Regions from separate parts of the Sus scrofa genome. Here region 2 is linked to region 1. A link is a contact called in public HiChIP or PLAC-seq data. All regions are on one chromosome and are shown on one strand. Each heading gives the region's core, a stretch centred on a gene start, on an enhancer-like site or on the middle of the called end of the contact. The rest is flanking DNA. Distances are from core to core; before and after follow the strand shown. Region 1 holds the start of LOC100522887 (caspase-13). Region 2 holds the start of MSANTD4 (myb/SANT-like DNA-binding domain-containing protein 4).

What was found. HiChIP or PLAC-seq counts read pairs in DNA pulled down with a chosen protein or histone mark.
Region 2: an H3K27ac HiChIP or PLAC-seq map of alveolar macrophages shows a contact between it and region 1. The contact joins the promoter of MSANTD4 here to the promoter of LOC100522887 in region 1. A contact is called at or near these places in 1 of 5 promoter capture datasets (liver) and 1 of 2 datasets of contacts at active chromatin or transcription factors (alveolar macrophages).

Annotation. Positions count from the first base shown.
Region 1 is chr9:35,182,550-35,188,596 of Sscrofa11.1, reverse strand. It overlaps LOC100522887 (caspase-13), which reads left to right and starts at 2,806. Exons shown (of 10, transcript XM_003129812.6): 1 at 2,806-3,151. The coding sequence starts at 3,145. It overlaps CASP1 (caspase 1, apoptosis-related cysteine peptidase), which reads left to right. Exons shown (of 8, transcript NM_214162.1): 8 at 433-531. The coding sequence ends at 531.
Region 2 is chr9:35,836,665-35,842,711 of Sscrofa11.1, reverse strand. It overlaps MSANTD4 (myb/SANT-like DNA-binding domain-containing protein 4), which reads left to right and starts at 3,133. Exons shown (of 3, transcript XM_005667291.3): 1 at 3,133-3,237. It overlaps LOC102162684 (a long non-coding RNA gene), which reads right to left and starts at 2,896. Exons shown (of 5, transcript XR_002335618.1): 1 at 2,648-2,896.

The DNA of each region.
Region 1 (6,047 bases), core at 1,557-4,056:
TTGACTAATCTAATCGGAAACCAGAGGGAGCAGCTCTGGACATGTTTATCTTCTAAAAATGCCTATCTTTTCAATGAGTCTTGAGGTTCTTAGGTAAGTTCGCCAGCCTGGAAGCCAGTTCCAAGCTGTTATGAGCTAGAAAACAAGCCCTAGGAAACAATCATTTATTTTAACTCCTCTATTGTCCTGAATAGACGAGTGGATTTTAACTTGCCTGTGCCCATTACTATTAGATTTGGAAGTAGATTTTAAACATATGATCATTCTATGCTTATATATGCATATTGTTGTGATTTTTACAGGTTTTTCATTTATTTTATCATTTATTTCTGCTCTACTTTTTGCAATTTTTCCACCATAGGTGAAAATCCTTTCACTCAGGAAAAAAAAAAAAAAGCCAAAGAAAAACTACAGACCTTTTTTTCCTTTCAGGTTCGATTTTCATTTGAGCTGGCAGATGGTAGGGCGCAGATGCCCACTGCCGAAAGAGTGACTTTGACTAGATCTTTCTACCTCTTTCCAGGATATTAAAATAAGTAAGTTGTATCAGTGTCCATGGACAGATGTGTGTAGTGAGGGTGGGGCGAAGCTGGGATAAAACTGCAGAACTACATCCTTGTCAAGGTCTCAAGGTCTAGTATAATCAATGGGAGATAATGAAAGGATGCCTTGATGCTGTTCAGTGCAGACCACACCACATTTCTCTCAAAGTTCTGCCGACTTAGGGAGCCATTCACAAGGTTAGCTGATAAAGATCGAGAGGTGGCCATAAGATGATGAAAGCTCAGTTTTAGATGTTCCTTCCTTTACCTCAGCAGGGCAAATTTAGAAATAATATGAGCTCTTCCCTCTCATGAGTGTGTGTAACCTCTTGATAGAGTGATTTTATAACTTGCATTTCTTTTAGAGGAACTCTTTTTTTATGTTTGTTTTATTTCCTTTTCCTATAGGAAGCCAGGAGTTCTGTCACTCTGTACCTGTTTTGGAATCACGTTAGCAGAAAACAGACATTTGTTTAAACATTCCAATAAATCTGAAATAAAAATGGAAAGCTGTCTTTTTTTTTCCCACCATTCTGAGAAGGAAGGGGGTGGAACTTGGAGCAAGTAATGGATTTGGAGTATTTATAAGAATTGAACTGGCTAATAGCACCATTCTTTGTTTCCAGAAACCATTTGCTCGACTTTCTGCTTTAGGGACACAGATGCAAAATACAGGAGGTACCTGACTTCAAAGTATTTGAAGCTCAATAAGAGAGATTCAGAGACAGTAATGTGATAAATAACTTGTACAAATCTGAGTTTATCACTGACAAAGCCATGATGGCAATTTACATAATTCTATCCCTTCCTTAAGGCATTCCCGGAATACAAAGCAATTTTGATTCAATTCCAGGTACCCAGTAGTTGAGTCTGATTGAGAAGAAAAGAGTCAACAAACTTTTAACACTCACCAGACAGTATAGGACAGCTGTGAACTGAAGTTTGGAACTTGCCATCAGCCTCTACATGGATTAAATCATAAGCTACTGCAGCTGCCGTCCCGCAGTACCCCCTGAGCAGAGCTCAGGGTAAAAATTAGGAGCGAAGCATTCTGTGGTTTGGGAAAACTGGAAGAATAGGTCTTAAGATAGTCACATATTTTTAGAAGATTATATGTGCACAATTCTTGCATCTCCTCATATCTAGAAAAACACTAAGATCTTTCATGGTGATTGATGTCTGCTCCTCGTGACTAGTAGTAACCTTCAGGAGACCAGCAACAAACTTTTGTAAAATGTATGCATGGCTGCATGCACCTCCCCTCACTTTAATCATATCCTGTTAACCCTCCTTTCCTCTGTGGGTGGTATTCAGAGCCACCCTGGCTATAGTTAGGATAAAACAAAGAATGTCTCAGTCATCTGTGAATGCAGTCACCTCCAAGGTGAGAGTTGGTGAGTCCCCCAGGCTGTGAAAACTGGCCCTGATAGCAGAGGTGCAAATCAAAGGAGTGATTTTGGTGAGCCCAGGCCTCTTATGTTCTAGCTCCCTGCTCTTTGTTGCAAAAATTCCTATATATCCTTGCTCCTCAGCTCCTCTCTCGCTTCCGGAGCAGTTTCTCAGGGGTACCTGAGATGCTGTCTCCTGGGCTGAAGTCCTAATTTTGCCCCAAATAAAACTTAACTGTCAACTTTCAGGTTGTACTTTTTTTTTTTTTAAGTCAACACAGCATATGAATAAATCCTACGGTGAGTTGTATGCAAAATGATGTCCCTGTGTGGTGCACTGATAATGAGTTTGGGGTGAATGTTCACTTAACAAAGTTAAGCTTGGAGAGGGCTGAAAGAACTACTCTTTCACTTCTAAATACGAGTCCTTTCTAATCCTAACTCGGTAAAATTGAAGGTGAATTTCTGACCCTTTGAAGACCTTCAAAGTTGAGCATGTCAACAGTCTTATTTTTTTTTTTTTTCCTTTCACTAACTGTTCTTCTGGATATCTCTTTTTGTAGTATCACAAAAGCATTTTACTACAGCCTGAGACTGCTACTATGGTCAGTCCAGAATACAACCAAAGGAAGGTAATAGTCACTCTCCGTGAAAATTAAACGTAAGGGAAGCTTAGGCAGTTAAAGAAAAGCATGAAAGGAGTGGAGACAGGGTTTAAACCTTATTTCCAATAGAAGTTTAAGAGGATAGGGAGATGGGGAGGGGATGCTACCACCGCGATCAGCACAGTTAAAACAAAACGGAAGTTATTTGGGTAATCCTTATCCGGAAGTAAAGAGGACGTGTTAGTTTTAACTCCTTCATGAAATCACTTTTAGATGAGCAGAGGAATACTGAGAGATCAGAAGGAGAAGAACAGAGAGAGAGAGGGAAGTGTGAGGCAATGAGGAAAGAAAAAGAAAAGGGAGAAAACACTCCACCGATCCAAAGTAGGTTAGGCTATGTTTTTTTTTTGGTCAATTTTTTTCTTCCTAGAGGAAGAAATCCACTTGCTGACTACAGGGGACTTCCCGGCAGGGAACCCAGAAGTTCTGAGCAGCAGTTTCCCAATCTATGATTAGAAGTCCCCGCCTCCCGAACTAAGGAAATTAGTAGTTTCATTTTCAAGCCTGTGCTCTCCTCAAGGCAGCAGGAAGGGACTGAGGCTGTTACCTATGGCTGGTGAGTAGGGGTCCTTTTCTAGCGAGGGGTCAGGAACTTGGGTCTTAGAAAACACTTTATTTATTGCTCTATGACAGGCTGAAATAACAAAATGAAAGTGAGCCAATCCTATGCAAGCTAAATTGTTCTCCTCATTAGCTCTGTGTAACTTGAACTGGGGGATACTGGCTTAGAGATGAAGGAGAGTATGGTCTCCATATATCTCAGAGCCAGGAAGAAGTTAATTCCTTCTCTATAGCTTCTGATAATCCAGGTAAGGCGTGGGGTTAAACAGAGTTAAAAGACGGAGTAAGTTATTTATATGTTGAATAACTCTGAAACTGCTAAATACACTCTGAAATCTTCTTGACTCCCTTTTGATTCCACAAACGTGGTTCCCATAAGCCGGCTTCTGAATTCCCACCCCCATTGCCATCTCCTGTATTGAATTATTCTCTTGGTCTTTATAAAGTGACTCCACTGTCTCCCCATTTCTAGCCCTGCTGCTAACAGCTCCATAGCAATATTTCTTGGATTGCTATCACACTTTTTTAACTGGCCTCCCTCTCTCCAGGACTTAATCTCCAACCCACCCTTCCCATTGCTTTCTGGTCACATATCTCATATGCAGAAGCTGAAAAGCATAAGCGATGGAGTCCTTAGCTATTTCTGCAGCTGGTATTCAAGCACATTATATTCCTTTTTTGGTTTCATTTTCCTCATTTGAAAAGGAAAAGTTCAACTAGATCAGTGCTTTCTAAATCTTACAACAAATCTTAATATTCTGTAGTCATTAAAAAAATAGATTTCCCTTTTCTTAACCCTGAATTATTCAAACATAAATAGACTTAAGATTTTATTATCTTTTTTTTAGGGCTGCACCTCCAGCATATGGAGGTCCCCAGCTAAGGGTCCAATTGGAGCTACAGCTGCCAGCCTATGCCACAGCCACAGCAACACTGGATCCTTAACCCACTAATGAAGCCAGGGATTGAACCCGCAACCTCATGGTTCCCAGTCAGATTCATTTCTGTTGCGCCACGATGGGAACTCCAGGATTTTATAATCTTTTAAGATCTATAGACAATTCTTACATAGCTAGCCTAGATTTGTATGCAGATTAGCCTTGTTAGGAAAGATGATCTGTTAGTTATCTTTCAGTTTTTACATTCTAGGTGTCTACTAATGTGATTTTCTTACTCCAAAACATAAAATGGCTCCCTATTGCCTTTTTAAAAAATGACCAAACTTGTTAGGTTTTCCTACTTTCAAAATATATTTATTCACTTTTCCATTAATCCCTCTAAAGCAAGATTTCAAGTTCATTTAAAAAATTACTTTATTCATCCCACTCATACTCCTTGCTAATGACTGTTTTCTTATCCTCTTCATGATACTAATACAGCATTTGGTTTTAGAGTAGTATATTAAATACTACTGCCCATGTCTTTACCCAGATTATTGAATTGGAACCAGGATGTCATTAGATAAGAGATATAGATATGAGAAACTGAAAGAAGCAATAGACAAAAACAAGTAAAGGGATTCAATAAACCTAAACTAACAGGTCTGGTTGCCATTGTTACCTAATTAACAACTCTAAGTGTTTCTCTGGGAATAAATACCTCTGGCACTCTGTCTGGTCTTAAGCATCTGGGAGAATTTTCTAAAGGAAGTGTCATGTCATCTGAGACCTGAAGAAAAACAATGAGCAGTTGGGGAACAGAAACTGCTGTTGTGTGGGAAACTATACATAGGGATTCCAAAGTAAAGGGTTTCTAGAGCCTTAAAGAAGGCAAAGTGTTTAAATGTAATGATCAAGGCAGGTGTAGCAGCAGAGGATGAGGCTGAATGAGAAGGCCTAGATTAGATTAAGCCGAGACATTTCATGGTTAAATCTAGAGTTTTAGAATACTGATTTTTGCTTCATTATGAAGAATAAACTAGAAAGGGACAAGGGTAGATTTATTAGAGTCATAGAGTGATTAAGAAAGGAAGGATGGGGAGTTCCCTGGCAGTCTGGAGAGGAAAGGATCTGGTGGTGTTGCTGCTGTGGCACGGGTTTGATCCCTCATTCTGGAATGTCCCATGCCTCATGTGAGCCTTTTGTGACCTCACCTGCAGAAATTTACCCCAGCTTTCAGAGTCCCTAAATCACTATTCTCTTATGTAACTTCTCATTACGTATCATGTCAAGTAAATCGGTGATTTAAGAATGAGGACTCTGGATTCTGAACCCCTGAATTTGGATAATTTCCTGCCCTCTTACTAAAAACTATATTCTTCACACAACTTGGGTCAAATACTTAACTAACTTCTCTGTGTCTGTTTCCTTTGCTATGTACTAGAAATATTAATATATCTGTTACATAGAGTTTTTATGAACTTTAAGTGAGAAGATACATATGAAGGAAATGAGACCATTGGACTCAATGAATATCAACTATTATTACTGAAGCTGTGCTATGATTACTGTATAGAATAAGACAGAATTTAAATCCTACTTTGTATGATCTAGGCATTTTATTTAAATGATTTGTAAAATAGGGAAAATATTAAATTTCTCAAAGAATTATTACAAGGGCCCAGCAGATTAATATTTGTAAAGTATTTAGTACAAAGACTTGTAATAATAATAATAATATTTACATTGCTTTATATATATTTTTTAATCATAAATGCATAAGAGATAGTAGCTGTTATTAAATGTACTTAGATAATTTTTTATTCACACTTTGTAATGTCTGTGTTTCTTTCTCACAATGGTTGCCCAATAAACATTTATTGAAAGAATACTGCAAGATAACATGAACAATGAGGCTGGTGCTTCTGGGCCAAAGTTCTTGTTTAGTGTCTTGACACTTTTTTTAAAATATGTCATTTTTGTACCAAGACTATTTTTATGTCTAGTTGAACT
Region 2 (6,047 bases), core at 1,884-4,383, 650 kb before region 1:
TGCACCACAGTGAGAACTCCAGAAAGATTTTAATTAACTATCATATTCTAATTCTGAGACTTTTATTTTTATTTTTGGCTTTTTAGGGCTGCACTTGCCAGCATATGGACATTCCCAGGCTAAGGGTCAAATCAGAGCCACAGCAATGGAGGATCCGAGCCTCATCTGTGATCTACACCACAGCTCAGGGCAACGCCGGATCGTTAACCCACTGAGTGAGGCCAGGGATCGAAACTGCAACCTCATGGTTCCTAGTTGGATTTGTTTCTGCTGCCACACAACGGGAACTCTTAATTCTGACACTTAATAAGTTGTGGCCAGGCACAGTCTAGAATGGTATTGTCTAATAGAAACACAACAAAAATTACATGTATAAGATTAAATTTCCTATTATTCTCATTTTAAAAAGTTAAAAATTCAAAGTAAAATTAATTTTAAGAACATATTTTCCTTAACTCAATTATGCAAAATATAATTTCAACTTATACTCAGTATAAAAATTACCAATGAGACATTTTACATTTCTATGATAAATCTTAGAAATCCTGAATATATTTTACATCTCAATTCAGATGCTAATTTTTTATCAGAAATATTCAATCTCTATTTCAATTTCAAAAAATTTACATTGAAAAAGTAGATCACATAACTCATGTTTTCCAAACATACTTAGATATTATGCAGTAACTGAATTAAGCGTCAGTTTTTAAATTAGGATTAATTAAAATTAAATAAATTAAAATTCAGTTATTCAGTTTGGTAGCCACATTTCAAGGGATCATCTGACTTGTGGCTACCTCAGTTGAAAACCTTAATTGTAGAATAAACATTAAGTCAAATCACCAGCCTGAAATAAATACTAACAAAATCAAATCAGTCAGCAGACTACCAGGTCGGCAATGGAGTACTGATATTAGGCATTCTGGATTACCTTTAATCTCTCCCTTCTTGGTCCATGTCCGCCCAGACAAGATATAAATGAGAAAAAATAGTGACAGTATCTGGAAAAGACCTTGCAGTCGGCGAGGAGATAGGTTAATTGGAGAAAGCTTAAAGAGTTGATGATATGGAAGCAGATGGTTCTTTAATACTTAGCGACTTATTAGGCCTTTACCCTGTTACTGAAATAAATAAATACGTTCAAGGAATAGACAGACTCAGGGGAATCAGAGAGAATGTCTGGTCATAATAAAGATGAATAGTTCTCTTAACCTTTCACTGTACTCACCCAAAAAACATCCACTATAAACAAAATCCAAAATAAAAGTTCTCATATTTATCTAAAGAAACTTTTTTTGTCCTATTTAGGCAAAATTATAGACACGCTTCTTTCACAAAGTTTAAGTAAATATATGAAAGATTAGTTTTACATTTTAAAGAGCATATTTCATAAGTACTTCTATTTTGTGGACAAAAGTTCCTTGAGGAATATCAAGCAAGTATTCATGATAGACCCAGAATATCCATTATATATTTGCCAAATCTCTTTCAAGTGTGTATTGTATTTTTGGCACTGTGGTAGGCAAGGAAATTTCAACAGTGAACAAGAAAGCCTGCCTGCATGGAATATGTGGTAAGATGTATTAGAGGAAAGGTACTGACTACCATGGAGCATCCTGGAGTAAGTGGCCAGCAAATAAAAATACAGGGTGTCAAATATTGCATGGGACATAGCTATAGTGAAAATTATGTTATTTATCTGAACTTCAAATTTAGTTGAGAAGTTCCCGTCGTGGCGCAGTGGTTAACGAATCCGACTAGGAATCATGAGGTTGCAGGTTTGGTCCCTGCCCTTGCTCAGCGGGTTAACGATCCGGCATTGCTGTGAGCTGTGGTGTGGGTCGCAGACATGGCTCGGATCCCGCGTTGCTGCAGCTCCGATTCGACCCCTGGCCTGGGAACCTCCATAAGGCGCGGGAGCGGCCTCAAGAAATAGCAAAAAGACCCCCCCAAAAAAAAATTTTTTTTAGTTGAGTATCCTGTCTTTTACCTGGCAAAGCTACATTAGAGGGAGAACTTGGAAGTGGAGACAGGGTGAATGGAGAGAAAAGAAACTTTCCTTCAGAAAGTAACTTGATCCTGGGCCATAACAGGTAAGAGGCAGGTAGAAATCATTCCAGGTGGAAACTATGCAAAGCAAACGAAGTCCCAAAGCCAAGTCTAGGAACTGAAAGAAATAAAATAATTAGGGTAAGGAATTAGGAAAAGTGTAGGGAGGAATGCTTTAGAAAGATGAAGCCTGAGGAAAAAACGGAAGAAATTCTTGTAAAGCATTTGTATTTTATCATAAAATGAATGTGGTTCCACTAAAGAACTTCAGGCAGCCTTTCTTGCCTAAGTTGTGAAGAATGGACTACAATGGTACTGGCAGACAGGCCAGTAAGGATGTTACCGATGTAATTCTGGATTTCAAAACAGGCCTTAACAAAGGCAATAGGAAGACAATGGGAAGACAGACCCATTAGTTACACCAGATGGCAGCGAGAGAGGCAACTGCAAAGAGGGTAGAGACTGGGAGGGAGGAAAACCAGGGGAAGCATTAAGGAAACCAATGAAGAAAGGTCAACAAGTCAAATATTTTTGAGGAGGTAAGATAAAAACCGAGAAAGTGTCGCTTAGATTTATCCATAGGGTAATCACCAGTGACCTTTGGCAGGGGCAGTCTCAGAGGAACGGTTGAGGCCAAACTTGGTCACAGTTGGCTGAGCAGAAAGGAATGCTGGGCTAGGAACAGCTGGAGCAAAGCAAGGGTGCTACTTCCTCTTTGCCCTTTTAACTGGTAAGTGTCCAGGGATAGGAGTAGAGTTTGGAGATGGAGCGGTCTGTATCCCAATCAGGCTGAATGGTGCAGCCGTCTGATTGCTAGTGGCCAATCCTTTCCTAGAGCCCTCTTGATTGACAGAGTCGCACGCCAAAGACTGAGCGTAGAACCGGAGGCCACTAGTAACAAGGGGGCGGAATTTCAGGGCAGTAACCCGGAACGGTTTGGGACTCGATTTCCATTGTGAGGCTGGACCTAGGGCGGGCCCTCAGCCAGAATGGCACTACGCCTCAGGCCAATGGATGAGCTTCATTTAACGAGCGCCACCCGCGCCAGCCAATGGTTTAGGGCCGCGGGCGGGCGAAGTTGGTGGGAGGGGAATCAATGAAGCATCTTTTTTTTTTTTTTTTTTTTTTTTGTCACCCCGCCCCCCCCACCTCTGAGGCGACCATGGGGAGGTACTGCCAGGGTCTCAGGTGAGCGTTTGTGTCCCTGAGGAGGCTGCGAGGGAGGGGACGGCTCCGCGGACGGTTGGTGCCAGCTAGGTCAGTGTTAGGACTCTGTCTCCCGCTGCCGCAACGGATCTGGCTCCGTAGCTAGCAGGCTACGTTACTCAAGAGAAATAGCAGTCGCAGCTGCCGCCTGACCTGAGAGGGTAGGGAGGGGCCCAAGCCGCTGCAAAAAGGCTGCTAAAGTTCCCAGGCGCCCTGGGACTCTGATTTGCGGAGAGAGGACTCTCTTCCAGGTTGCCTTACGTCCCAGCAGGTGCAGCTGTTGGCTGTGGCCTAGTCAGGTGCGCGCCCCAGCTCCTAGGTGGCCTCCTGGGAATTCAGCCTTCCTGCATGCTCCCGAGGGGCTGTACCAGAGCGGCCCCAAAGGAAGAGGTGAGGAGTGAGAGGTACTTTATTAATATGGTAACAGGCGACACTTGAGTAAACTTTAATCATTTATCTACCACGAGTTATAGAGAAGAGCATCCTATTCGGCAGGGCGATGAATTTCCTCTAAGAAGATGGTGGCGAGGGTAGGGCTTGGAGTTGGTGGGAAGAGGGAGAGCACACTTCAGAGAGGATTGGGAGGGGGTGGGGGAAAGTTTTTAGATTTTGTGATGTTTTCTTCTTGAACAGCCTAATGAGTTTACCTAAAAAAATGTTTTGGACCCAGAGTTTACTACATGATTTTCCTCAGACTTCTTGATTCCGTCTTATCATGCAATATTTAGGAATGTCGTTCTCAAGTGTTAGTCCCTGAAAAAAAAAATTGCTCAGATATATTATGCCATTGGTGGTACATCACAAGGATTATGTAAGTGAACTACTTATACTTTCCAACCAGTAAAAGAATGACTGTGGGTGGAGTTTCAGGAAAATGGCTCTTCTCTGTGTTTGGGCATGGAAGAACTATGAATTTTTAGAGGTTGCAACTTCTGAATTCTCCTCTGTAAAGGTGAATAAGACAACCAATATAAAAGTGATAGTATTTGACATCTAAAATGGCATCTTTTCATAATTGATGAGGTTTTAGAGCCTCAGCACTAAAAATGTGTGCCTGGCACATAGTAGGAGCTCAGTAAATACTTGAGTGAATTATTGGGTAATTAATGATGAAAACCCAAGCTGAGTACCAAAATGTAGAGGAGAAGACAGAAAAAAAGAAATTCCTAGAAACATACCTTAACTTCTACTCATGTCAACGTAGCTACCAAGTTTCAATTCAGGGTTACTTTGATTTGGCTACCGTCTTAACATTTACCTGTGATTTTCATACAATTAAGTCATGACTGAGGGGAAATCTAAGATACATTTCCATGTCAATTTCAGTGAGGTTACAAATGGGTATTAAAGTGCATTTTGTCAATGAAATAGTTCAACAGTTTAGCATAGAATAGTGAGGCACAGAGGGATATCACCTCTGTAGGACAGAGATGCAGAATTACAAATTGTTGGGAGAAACAGGATATGTAAACAACAACAGCTGCTGCCAAAATGTTAAGAGTATATTGAATCAAGCATAGTTTTAAAAGGATTTTTATTTCTGTCATTACAAAATTGATCTCATATCTCATATTCTAAGAGCAGCAAAATCTAATGATGGATTTCTGCCTAAATTAGAATTCTCTTGACAACTGTAATCATTGTTTATTATTTTATTATGTACTACATTTTTTATATTATAGTTTGTATATTATTACAGTAACATTACCTCCATATAAAAGGTATACTGCTTGAATTTCAAAAATCCTCACAGATATATTTGTCTCTTATAGTAAGTTTTTCTTTTTTCTTGAAGCAAAGGATGGGGTCTTACAGGTCAGCATTAAAGATTTGTTGACATTTGGCCCCAACCTAGTTTTCCAACTTTGATTCCTTGTACTTCTGTCCCTCTTTAGGGACAAATCAAATGCTAATTCCTTCTCACAACCTTCCTTGATCCTACCAAAAATTTCTCCTTCTCAACACCCAGGGTATTTTGTTAGTACTTCTCTTCTTGTACTTTTCATACACTCTCATTATTTATCCAGTAAAGAAATATTCACTTACTGTGTCCAGACTGACTATACTAGGAAATGGATAATAGCTGATGTTTGTTCAGGGCTTACTATATCTTAGGTGTTAATACATTTCTTGATTGAATTATCTCATCTAATCCTCAAAACATCATGTTATTTTATTTTTCTCCTATTTATAGATGAGAAAATAAGAAGGCTAAGTAATTTGCTTAAGATGACAGAGCTTCTAAGCGGTGGAATTAATATACAGGTTTAGGTAGTCTGTATTCAGAACTTTTAGTTTATAGTCTCCATTATAATTTTTCTTGTAAATTTTTATGCATATGTATTTTACAGGTTTTACTTAAGTCATAAATTATTTGATAGAAATAATACATTCATCTTCAATCCCGTATTGTTCCTAGTATAAAGTAAGGGATTATAACAGCCTGATGGTGGAAGCATGTAGCACAGACATTAGATGTAGACTAATGGGAACATGAAGGTGCTGAGGATGAGTAGTCACTGGCCAGACAAAAGAGCAGAGACCATGGGAATTGGGAGGATGTGCCAAAGGAATACATTTATGATAGTCCTCAGGGGTCATAAAGCTAGAACTGGGCTGTCCAGTACCATAGCCAATAGCCACATATTGTGGCTAGTCCATAATACCCACATGATTTTGAAGGCTTAGTAGGGGGAAAAAAGTGTGAAATACCTCAGTTACTTTTTGTATTGATTACATGTTGAAAAAATAATAAATTTTGGTATGTTAGGTTAAATAAAATATATGACAAA